2 separate regions of the Capsicum annuum genome follow, and region 1 is linked to region 2. The links are chromatin contacts, called in public Hi-C maps. All regions are on one chromosome and are shown on one strand. Each heading gives the region's core, a stretch centred on a gene start, on an enhancer-like site or on the middle of the called end of the contact. The rest is flanking DNA. Distances are from core to core; before and after follow the strand shown. Region 1 overlaps LOC107858490 (a long non-coding RNA gene). Region 2 overlaps LOC107858489.

Region 1 (5,973 bases), core at 2,335-4,834, 150 kb before region 2:
TTACCGTATAGATTGTGCATGATTATTTACTTGAGAAGTATTAAAGAATATAAATGATTGAATCTGCAAAACTTGGGGAGATCACAGATACAGATCACTTCGTGATTTTTCCCGAAAACTCATGATTAAATCAATAAAGACTTACTTGTGACCGTCACATCTCCTCTTATTAACGTTACAATATATATACATCCTCTTTACCAATTTCATGTGCTATACTCTTTTCTTTTAATTGTCACTACTAGCAATTGTAAGCCCTTCTCTTTTTTATTGCATTTTCAGATTCCTAAGTGAACTAGAGATTCACTTTTAGCTACAGGTTCCTTCAATAGACTACTTTAGTAATATCACTGCAAAATTGAAGTACCGAAAGCAGCACATGAAGAGATCACTATTGCTGATTCTTTTTAAAAAAATGTTATCCAGACGTCTACTTCAGGTATTCTTATTACAAAAACAAAGTATAATTTGATACATGTGTTCGACTTCCTACCAGATAATGTGAATAGTACCAAAACATCGAATTATAAGCTAAAATCAGCATGCTAGGTTAGAAAATTGATAGGAAATCAGATTGATTTGTTGTTTTGCATGTCTACGACATCCTTGGCGTAAACTCTCTTAGGTTCCAGTTAGCCCTAGTTGGCCCCTTTTTGGCACTATTAGGTTTGTTTCTTTTGGTCATCGATCAAGAGTAGTTCTATAAACTTCACAAATTTTCAGCAATGATGGTTGAGTTTAGATTTAGTAACCAACTTGGCTGTGCCAAGTAGCAACCAGATTTATCCTTCCCCATCACTTTAAGTTCAGATCATAAATATAATAAGTTGTCAAATCTCTATCATATGTCAAATTTTGGAGTCTTTCATTTTGTTCTCATGTTGGAGCCATCCATATCAAAAGGATCTCAGGGAGGCGAATAGAACTGGTTGAACTCGATGATAAGAATGATAGAGATTAGAAGATATAAGTTCAACCATTAAACACAAAACATCTGAAGTTGTAGTGTCACCTAATATGTAAGTAAATGTGTTACCTAATATGAGAGGAAACATAATTTATTTGTATATATAAATTTAGATCAATCAACTAATTTATAGGTAATATGGTTAATATTTCAACGGCATTGACTTTGTATAGTTATTGTGGTTAGATTACTAACAATTAGATGGTTCATTATGATTGGCAACAAAACTCATTTCCTTCTTGTTGTGCTCTTGCTGAATATAACATACCTCTACTACAATGCTTCAGCTATAGGCTAAAATAAGTATGTTTTGAACATTATTCACAAACTTCTGTCTTTTAAGCCTAAGAAACGTTTGTTTTATCTGAACACCATAGTAAAGAAAATAAAAGGTTCAATGTTTTTTAGGCAGCATACTTAGCCTAACTGTCCGTCCGGATACACAATGTGCAAAATAGAATCCATTAGATGTAAAAAAGGGGATTAGTGTGTGTTTGGATTGACTTTTTTGAGTGACTTATAAGTCTAAAGTGCTTTTAAGTGAAGTGTTTAAAAGCACATTACTTTAAGTCACTTAAAAGTGCTTAAGCCCTTAAAAATAAACCAATCCAAACACCCTTACTAACTGATTATAAGTTAATCATATCCAACTTATTCCTATCATATATTTTCAATAGCATAAGAAAAGGTTATTTAAGAGATCAAATTGAGTTCAATTTTGGACATAGTGCCCTGAAGAAGGTCACTTCCATTGAAACAATACTCTTTTCCCACTTTGCAACTCATACATTTACAATTTCTTTGTGAGAAGATACACTCATCTGACAGCTTTTTGGTTTTGCCATTGTTCCTGAACTGGTGATATATAAACCCAAAAGCTCATCAATGGAACTGATTCCAATCCTTCCATAATTATCGATTCCATCTTATCAATATTTGTATAAAGTAGATGAAGTGTTTATATTTCACACATGCACAAAGCTGAAACTTTCTTACATTATCAAATCATGATTCAACATAAACGACTAAATATAGAATTCAGAGTATGAACCAAGCTATAACTTTCCTCCAAGACTTCAAGATCGGCCATTACATAAAAATTCCTCCAAGAACAATGTTTATGGCTCTCAGATAATTCATGCAGCTGATCCCCTATACTAACTCTGTATTGAGGTTAATTGATTAATTAATTCTACCTTCGTTGCACTTTAAGTGTCTTTATATATGTTTATAGTGGCAGATCCAGGAATTCATAAAAAAAATATTATGACAAACCTTATTTATATAGTATAATTTTATCTTCCGCTACTCCTTTATGCTTATAATCATAGAAAATGAGTAACACAAATTGTAGGAAATATGAGCTTAGTTGATTTATTAATTTTATTCTTGCTGCATGCTAAGTATCTTTATATGTACATCTATATGCTTACAATAATAGAAAATGGACAATGCAGATAGTAGGGACTCTAATAGCATAATTCGTGTATTTGGGAACAGCCGTGGGTTAATGGAAACAATTCCAGACATATGCAACAAAACATTGTCCAACACCGGGTGAACTTGTCCTTTGGATAATGTGTTCTATGATGATTTAGTGATTTGGGGTTTGATTGCACCAAGAAGGATTTTCGAGGATTTAGGAACTGATGGGATAGTCAATTGGTTCTTCTTATTTGGTGCGATAGCTCCAGTACTTGTGTGGTTAGCAGCCAGGGCTTTCCCTAAACAAGAATGAATCAAACTCATCACCATGCCAGTTTAATAGGAGCCACAGGGATGATGCAAACTGCCACAGTTGTGAACTACACGACCTGGATCATCGTAGGGTTCTTGTCAGGCTTTGTTGTTTATCGATATAGGCCATATTGGTGGCAGCGTCATAACTACGTTATTTCAGGTGCACTTGATGCTAGTTTGGCATTTGTGGCAATTCTTATATATTTGTTCTTGGGCTTGGAGAAATATAATTGTTAATTGGTGGTGAAATGATCCATCTTATGCTTTGTGTCCAATAGCTAGAGGGATTTTTAAAGAGGATTGCCCTGTTGTTTATTAAATTGTGTCGTGTTGTGAATATGAAGCACCACAAATACTCCATAGAATTCCTCAATATTGCTTACCCGAATGTATCATATTACTGGTTGCTAAATGGGGAGAGTTATAACTGTGGCATTGTTTCATTTGACTTTGGCAGTGAGGTGTTTTGCAGAGGTTGGATTGCCAGACCATCCGTAAACTTTCTACAATTAGAGGCTAAAACTGATAATATTTGATCACTCTATTGCCCTCTTGATCATGGTTGACACATTTGTTTATGATTTAAGGGTAATGATCTAACCAGGGGTTTGGAACAAACTTCTTACCTTTAAATGCTGTCATATTTTAATGTCTTGAAATCTTAACACAGTTGTTTTTGCAACCACACTCTCTCGACTGTTCTCGTGTGACATTAGCACACAGAAGATGATGTCATCTGGCCCGGTGGAGAGACTGCACACATGGTGGTTGTTCAGTTCATTTACAAGGAGAGCTCAGTGACAATCAAATGACTCTCAAATTATGCTTTGAACAAAGGTTGTTAGTATTTCTGTGTTGTTTCAGTTATAACTTTACAATTGCTATCCATTGGCTCGAAGATCACAATCTTCACTTGCTTGAATATTTGATCGTCTTCTTTGAATATTTGATCGTCTTCTTGTTAAATCATTTTGGTACAATTTGGAATATATACTTTTCATGTTGGGCCCGTGTAACGCATGGACATACTTATCTAGTATAGGAATAGAACAATAACCTAATTTTTGAGGCCGTCTCACTTCTTCGTTGTTGTTCGAGTCCGAGACTTGTCAGGGGATAATGTCTCTTTTCTCTAAAATCTTGCTTGCTGTTGATGAGGACAAGGCGAACAATGTCTCAAAGACCAATACTTCATAGTCTTTGTTCTCATAGTCTTTTTAATTTTTATTTGGAAAGAACGCTAATAAAATAAATATATGAAAAGAATATCCTAATGATAGAATTTTTGATCTCGCTTATCTCTTATACACATCTATAATTTATAATATATTAAAATAATATATTAAAAGTGTGATAGAAAAGTGATTTGAACTTTTTTTCCTTCATTAAAAATTGATGCAATAGATAAAATTGTCTTTTCACCTATGTACTTCAATTATTATGTTATTATATTTATAATATTTTTAAAATCAAAGAGTCCCAAAATATATGGTAAGAGAAAAATATATTTTAAAAATGGCATAATACATAAATATGATCTTAAACTTGACATCAAATTTTAACTTTGATCTTAAACTTTGATAGTGCACAAATAGGACCTTTTAACTATTCTAAACATAAGCAAATATGACCTCCGATTTTTCAATTCCCATGTGGGAGTTTCACTCGCGCCTATGTGGAAAGCTTATCCAATCACACGGTGCCACATCGTTAAAAGGGCTGACTTGGAGGAAGGTCATATTTGTGCAGTTTTGAATAGTTAAAGGTCATATTTATGCACAGTCAAAGTTTTACTTTTTGTGTTAAAACGGCGTCATTTTTATTATTATTATTATTATTATTATTATTGTTATTAAAAATTACACAAATACACAACTTATGTTTTCAATATTACAAAAAATCTCAACTCCCTAAACATATTACAAAAATCTCAATATATACACAGAATGCTATGTATATGTCGGCTATGTTATGTATATTAATAGGAAGAGAGAGTAAAGTAATTAAAAAAGTGGGAGAGAGTGTAATTCCTTCCAAAAGGGTTGGTATTTATTATTATTTATTTATTTATTTCTATAGCAGCACCTAGCTTTTTTTCTATTAAAAAAAAATCACTAGCAGGGATCGAACCCGCACTCTAAGTTGAAGGAAGCGCCCAAGAAGAGTAAATAATACCACTGGGCTATCTAAGTGTCTTGTTTCATGTGGTTCAACATTAATGTACATACATAAATATAGATTTTCTATCTTATAAATACAATGTAATTTTTTTACCGAGAGGGTTCGGGTGAACCCCATGACAACTACGTAGGTCCGTCCCTGCGTTAATTTAATAATGTTTTGATAACGTTAATTTAATACTAACATTTTAATAACGTTAATTCGATAATGTTAATTTAATATACTACTACTATGATCCTTAATAATGTTAATTTAATAATGTTTTATTAAAACAATAATTTTTTTAATTATTAGTATAGTTTCATCTTTAATTTAATATTTAAATAAATTATATTTAGATATATTATATAACATAAATTCGCCCTTTGCTTTATAATATATATATATACCCGCGCGATTTTTTCGTATGAGGCTGACCCACCTAATTAATAAATTTTCAATATTGCTCTTTTTCCTCAATGACAAAAGAAATTGGATGTCATTTTCATCTTTAAGCCGAAAATAATGAAAAAATAATAGTGAAAAGTCATTTAAAGGTCATATTTGTGCAGTTTTGAATAGCTAAAAGTCATATTTGAGTACTGTCAAAGTTTAAGGTCATATTTATGTATTATGCTCTTAGATTTTAAGCTGGACGCGCCTAGTTTTGCGTATTGAACACACGTTTTGCCACGTAGGATCGGAGGTCATATTTGTGCAGTTTTGAATAGTTAAAGGTCATATTTGTGCACTGTCAAAGTTTAAGGTCAAAGTTAAAATTTGGTATCAAGTTTAGGATCATATTTATGTATTATGCCTTCTATATATATATATATATATATATGTACTTCATATGGTTATATGGGTCTAGGGGCATGATCTATGACCCGAACCAAGCCCACTGAGTTGCTAAAATTTGAGCCACAAATTAATAAGTAGGCGATCCACCTACTAGCCAGTTTTGATCATTTTGGCCCTGTTCTTAACTAGGTGACACACCTACTTATACTACTTAATTTATCCATTTTATATAATATAGGCTATATACAGTGTTAACTTAATTAAGTAGAATGTTAAAATAAGCAACTTAACCATGTAAGAAGTCC
Region 2 (6,438 bases), core at 1,431-3,930:
TTTGTTGTATGTAATTGGATTACAGAAAAAATTGAAACAATTTTTTATTTGGTAAAGTTGAAAAAAAATAAACAAACCTCAAAATTAATGAAGAATGTGATGACGTTAATTACCTTGTTTAGTTAATGCTTGAAAAAATAAAAATTTTGAAACCCCCAAATCACGTAAGCTTGATTTTAGGCGAAGAAAAAGGAGCACAACTAAGAGCAAAAAAAGGAGTGTTGGAGTGTATAAGAACTAGGGGTGTTCAGTGGTTTGGTTAAAAACCAAATCGAACCGTAAACCGAACCAAACCAATTAAAAAAATCGATGTTTGGTTTGATTTAATTAGGTTTGGTTTTAAATTTTTTAAAACCGATGCTATTTGATTTGGTTATGGTTTTACTCAAAAAAAACCGTGAAAATAACCAAACCGAACTGATAAATTATATATATATATATATATATATATATTATAATTATTTATATATAATTTATAAATAAAATATAAACATTTTGTTAAATTTAATCTTAAACTAAATTTTAATCTATATCTAACACAACCAATACTTTATTCCAATTGCCCAAAGCCCCAAATCCAAGCTCAACTCTACCTACTATTTCTAATAAGTTAACTCTACAGTCCCTACCTCACTTTTTCTACTTCAACTTTCACAATACGTAGTACATCAACCGCTGCTTCTTTTGTTTTGTATTGAAAGGCAGCACCGCATTAGCTTCTGCTGTTCTTCATAGAAAGCAAACGATTAAAAAAATTCTTTTCAGTTTTTCATCTCATAAGGAAAAGCAAAAATTTCATTTCAGTTTTTCCCTCTCGTTTTTTTTGCATTGATGGTCCATGCAACTGCAAGTGTTTCACTTTCTTCCTGCTGATTATACTTGTGCCATGTTTTCTAGAGTCTTGGCTAGCTCAGATATTGCAATATTTTCTTGTTTAGTTTCTTAACCCCCTATATCTCGTTTACGCTCGCTTTCATAGTGTAGTCTTCCCTTTATTTTTTGTGGAATGTTTTCGTAGATTAAATCTGATTATATTCTATAGTAAAATCCCAAAGTTTCATGGGATGGAACTTTAACCGGACAATGGTGCTGCCGTGCAGAGGGATGGCATGAATGATGTATGGTTTGTGAAATTTTATGTATGATTTGTGAATAACCCAAGAGAGATGGCATGAATGATGATTAAAACTGTAATCCATATGTTGCTTCATCTTCGGTCACATAAACAAAGAATCTTTCAAACGAGTTAGTAGTTACCATGGTCCCTGGTTCAAATGGTAGTTTTATGTCTCCTTGTTTATTTAATCTTTTCCCTATATGATTAGCTCACCTAGCTAGTCTATAAAGTAGACAGATAACTCAAATTTGCTCAACTTTGTCTCTTCTTGCAGCACACTGCAACATACAAGGCTCTGTTTTACAATGTACATGTATGTGTTTATAAGCTGTTGGATAATCTTAGTGCCTACAATACAAAGCTGATGTTTTTCATCTCAATGTTGGTTTTGTTTAATGTGTTTGTTCTGATTTTTAAGAGTTTATAGTGTCATTTGTCCATCACTATACAAATATTTCATGAAAAAGTGTTCAATGTGATACTCTTTTCTATGGGGTAAAAGAAGGAATTTATTCTAGAGATGGTTGGAGTAGACTAGTCAATAACCGAAAAATTTGAAAAATCGAACCAAACCGATGGTTATTTTCTTTTTGTGATTTGGTTTGGTTTTAGAAATTCAAAAACCGATTAAATTAGTTTTGGTTATGGTTTTAACCACTAACCGATCTAAACCGACCCATGAACACCCGTAATAAGAACATAAGAGAGAGAAACAATAAAAGGAAGGGATATTGTATAATTAATATGGGATATTTGTAATTACTTTTGAAAATAGGGATATTATGTAATAACTAATTAGTTAGCTTGTATATTTATGTAATTTTAGTTTTACATTCTAATAATTGTTGTATTGAGATCAGTATCTGATACCTTCTCCTATTATTAGATAATTTATCCACTAACGTATGAACAGATGAAAAAAAAAATTAAATCTAAAACCTCATAATTCTTAATCTACTTTGTATTACCGTAGACCATCAAATAATTTCTATTGTGAAGCAAAATATGTGTAATGATGTCTGTCGACCATTCGTACTAAAGGTGATCTGTGACTCGACTGACTGTTCCTCAGCTATAAACATGTCAAACCACATATTTTAGAACTCCTTCCAGGATCATGGTGGCACCAGCTGCACTTTGCAATTCAAGCTGCTGTAAAATAGGAATAATTTGATAATCTATTGGTTTTATATAAATTTGTTTTATAACTAAGAAATCTCTGAGGACCAGCTAGCTAGGATGGTTCGATGCTCAATAAATAATACATCCATTTACCTTCCTTTTCCACTTATATCAGTGGTCGTCTTTCTCAGCAGTGTTCAAACTTTAAAGTGTGGCTTAACTCACACATTCAACACTCTTATCACCAAACCAATACCCTAGGGATGGTTAACATAAATTACGTTCGTCAGAACTGTACCTAGTACAATTGTTGAAGCAGCTCAATCAACAGAAATTACCTTTGATCAACATGAGTTGTGGTGCAGTGGATGGGGCTGCTCCACCCTTAACCAGAGGTCGAAGGTTCGACCCTGGTTGTAGAGAAAACTCTATTGAGAGCGCTGCCACCTTAATGGGTCTTGCAACGCGCAATCCGGATTAGTCGGGGCTCCAATGCGGGCACCGGACACCGGATGAAAAACCAAAAAAAAAAACAGAAATTACCTTTGCAGAACCTTACTCTGCACTATCGTTGGCAACTCTGTATACTAGATTGATAGTGGGCTCCTGTTGTGCTATTGTTTAAGGTTGACAACATACTAATAACAATTCATGAAATTAACAATATCGTCCTTTAAATCACTCAGGTTAGATCTGAAAAAGAACTGGAACTAGAGCTTTGGTATCTGCATCTGGTTTATTTACAAGGTAATCGAAAAGGAAAACAAAATTTTCTAGAATAAAGTATCCCATATGATAAGTGGTTCCAAACAGCTCATATGATTAGCCTTTTGCAGGGAACATGTGAAGACGATATGGAGAACTATATAATGCCATTTACAACTTCAAATGTAAAGAATACAAGTGCTGAAACATTTATATGGAGAACTATATCATGCCATTTACAACTTCAAATGTAAAGAATACAAGTGCTGAAACATTTATACTAAAAAGTTGAATCGGTTGAGATTATACAAGCTATGTAATTGCCTCCGTGCATTCTCCACATTCTATGGCAGCACATAAAGCCTTCCAGACAGGCGCTAACATTTTCACTGGTGGACGCAATTCCTGGAAATTATATTTAAATATAACAATTGTGTAAGAAAGAGAAAATAAACTGGAGTAATATTCTTTGCTACGTCCTTTTGTTGGTTCAAAGCCCTCCCATTATTTGTTTCTATCTAAAATTCCAAACAAAAAGCACACAAATTTAGAAACTAGAGACTGGACATCTCATTTTGAAGGGAAACTATTCTTCAACTCAAAGATACAAGTATTAAGACTGCTAAGGATTTGTTAGAGAAATATAGCAGGGATAAATTTCACCTTGAAAACTAGCATAAGTTCTTCCTCCCCTCGAATAATCAAAGATAGAGTCCAATAACAGGTAACTGGTGTGACACATTCCGTCAGCACTGGTTTTAAAATCCTGCTAATGGGAACAAACTGGCGAATTGTTTTCCCACTGTATACAAAGGGCTGAATTAGAATTATTTTTAGTAAAACATGGCATTAAAACAACAGGCTGAATTAGAAGCTTCTCAGTTCAGATACAAAAAGCATAAAATAGTGCCCTCATGGTTACATACATGGTATCATCAAAATATATTCAAGTGATCCTAAGAAATTAATCATTTTTCAACCGTATCCAAAAAAACTTTATCTGTCCAATCTCATATAGGAAAATAACTTGAGCAGCGCAAACAGAGAAAGGTAGGCACAGGACAAAAGTAATATACCAAATACTTTGACTTGTTTACTTAACATAGTTGCCCATCTCATAGAGGAGATTAAGAAACAAGTGGCTGTACACACAACAATCTTTAAGGAAGCAGAAACAAAATGACAGATCCATGCAGAATATATGACAAGTTATCCTTGATTTTAAAAGCATCTTTTAACAGAGTTGAAAAATTATTTTTGAAGTAACTTTAAGCAAATAGCAAAACATTCACCTCTATAATGCAGTATGTACCTTCCATACTGAGTCTCGAGTTGAACTCCAAAAGCTGGCAGAATTAGAACAGACTCTGTCATAGGCAAACACAAGATACAGAATGAATGTAAGCTGATGTATACATCCTATAACTAGGGGTGGCAAAAGAGCAGGTCGAGTCGAATATGGGTCAATTGAAAATGGGTAAAATACCCGACTCGACCCATATTTGTTATGGATAAATGAGTTTACCCAATGGATAATGTGGTTAAATATGGATACCCATATTATAGTAGAGATCTTGTTGAAGTTTCAAAAGCAAATTTTCTCACCCCGACACCCAACCCCCTAACCCCCACCCCAAAAAAGAAAAAAAAATTAAAACTTTCTAAATTTGTTTTTTTAAAAGAAATTATATTTTTTTATCACGCCACCCCATAAACAGCCAAACCCTCCCACCCACCCCAAATAAAAGTTTTAATTTTTAATTTCTTTTTTTAAAAAAAAAAAGCTTTACTACCCCACCCCCAATTTTTTAAAAGAATTTTTAAAACAAATTAATTTTTGATCAACCCCTACCCTAGCTCCCCTCCCCCCCCAAGCCCCCCACCCCACCCCCCAAAAAATGGAAAAAAATTAATTTACATTTAAAAAAAAAAAAAAAAAATTATTTTTACTACCCCCCCCAACCACCACCACCAAAAAAAAATTAAAATTCTTTTAATTAATTTTTTTAACCCCCCCCACCCCCTCCCCCCCCAAAAAAAAAGAATTTCTTTGAATTTTTTTTAAAAATAAAAAAAAGTAATCACCCCCCAAAAAACAATAACTTTCTTTTAATTTGTTTTTTAAAATGAAATTAATTTTTTATCACCCCCACCCCCCAAAAAAATAGAATAATTTAATGCCATTTTTTTCTTCTTTAATGAATGAGCCTCTTTTTTTTACCCATTAAACAGCGGGTTATATAGGTTTTATTCCAATTTGACCCATTACCCAATCCATTTAAGATGGATTAATGTGAATGGATCCCATATAACTTATCCATTTTGCCACCCTTACCTATAACCAAATGATTCCAGTGTATTCTATTTTTCTATCTGCTATAAGGGAAAGATGTTAAAAAGCAAGCACAAAATATTTGATCGTTATCTTAAGAGCCAGTGTTTATTGATACTTCAATGGAGTAGTGGAGTTTAAGATGTGGTACATGAACTGCAATGTGATCTGAGTATTCCTAACAAAGTGAAAAGCAAGTTTTGTAGAACAACTGTGAGACCAGCAATGTGATATTGGAGGTGATATATTGGGCATCCAAGGCCAAACATATCCACGAAAAGAGCACAGTAGAAATAAGGATTTCTAGATAGATGTGGAGCCATATGTCACTATGTCATCCTCCAAATACACTTGTTCATAGGTGCGACACTACGTTGCTTGAAGGTGCTAAGAAGAACAAGGTAGACCTAGAACTACATGGAATGAAGTTGTCTTCAAAAGACCTACAATCTCCGATTCCTAGGTCAAAGTTAACAAAGAAGATCACAATGATAGGAATGGATCTATACAAGCAATAAGAAGAAGTTAGGATTAAGGTTTAGTTGCTCTTATTACACTAACATTATGTCCTGGCAGGGCTAAGGGTGGTTCAGAAAACCTCTAGTTTCAAGAGAACCTGTAATTTGCCTTGGAAGAATTTTTTATTTTTTTTTTTGATAACCACCTTGGAAGAAAAATATTTCACCAGATTTAACGAAATTGTCCCAAATAGAGCAGAAGAAACAAATGATTCATCACATACAGGCATGCAACCTTGTGACCAAGATGTAGTTGATTGATTGATTGTACATGAACTACAAATGAATGTCCTATCATCTTGGTTCCCAATAAAATTTCCTCTTAGCATATAAATCTGTGTTCAAGCAAATTTGTTGAAGCCGGAAACAAGCAAAAATTACACAAACATACTCACACACACATTATTTATATTTTCCCAGCTACTTTTGGTGGCTTTGGAAACTGTGGTCTTGAAATCCTAGTAGAGGGGAAACAAATACATACATATAAATCCTTGTACACACAGAGGCATACATCTATATCTAAATCTATAATCGATAATATTCTAAATGTGAGAAGCCCCTTAGTCTAAAATTGATTTACTAAAATATCCGTTAAAGATAAATGACTTTTGTGTCCTTCCCTAAAGAGCTACTCCTATAAT

Evidence for each region. A called contact is a pair of places that touch in the nucleus more often than the background predicts.
Region 1: a contact with region 2 is called in a Hi-C map of leaf, with 2.3 times the contacts expected there. The contact joins two enhancer-like sites. A contact is called at or near these places in 2 of 5 Hi-C or Micro-C datasets (leaf and placenta).

The regions. Positions count from the first base shown.
Region 1 is chr2:8,130,807-8,136,779 of UCD10Xv1.1, reverse strand. LOC107858490 (a long non-coding RNA gene) reads left to right here. Exons shown (of 5, transcript XR_001671012.2): 3 at 283-439; 4 at 2,425-3,295; 5 at 3,378-3,723. Among protein-coding and RNA genes, the nearest start is that of LOC107858490, 6.3 kb to the left of the region's middle. Within about 2 kb of position 3,584, at least 1 of the 5 cell types and tissues checked has an H3K27ac peak or open chromatin away from gene starts, as enhancers often do. A contact at or near this core is called in leaf, where this site is marked.
Region 2 is chr2:7,982,988-7,989,425 of UCD10Xv1.1, reverse strand. LOC107858489 reads right to left here. Exons shown (of 5, transcript XM_016703155.2): 3 at 4,257-4,311; 4 at 3,608-3,746; 5 at 3,095-3,349. The coding sequence ends at 3,257. Among protein-coding and RNA genes, the nearest start is that of LOC107858489, 8.3 kb to the right of the region's middle. Within about 2 kb of position 2,680, at least 3 of the 5 cell types and tissues checked have an H3K27ac peak or open chromatin away from gene starts, as enhancers often do. A contact at or near this core is called in leaf, where this site is marked.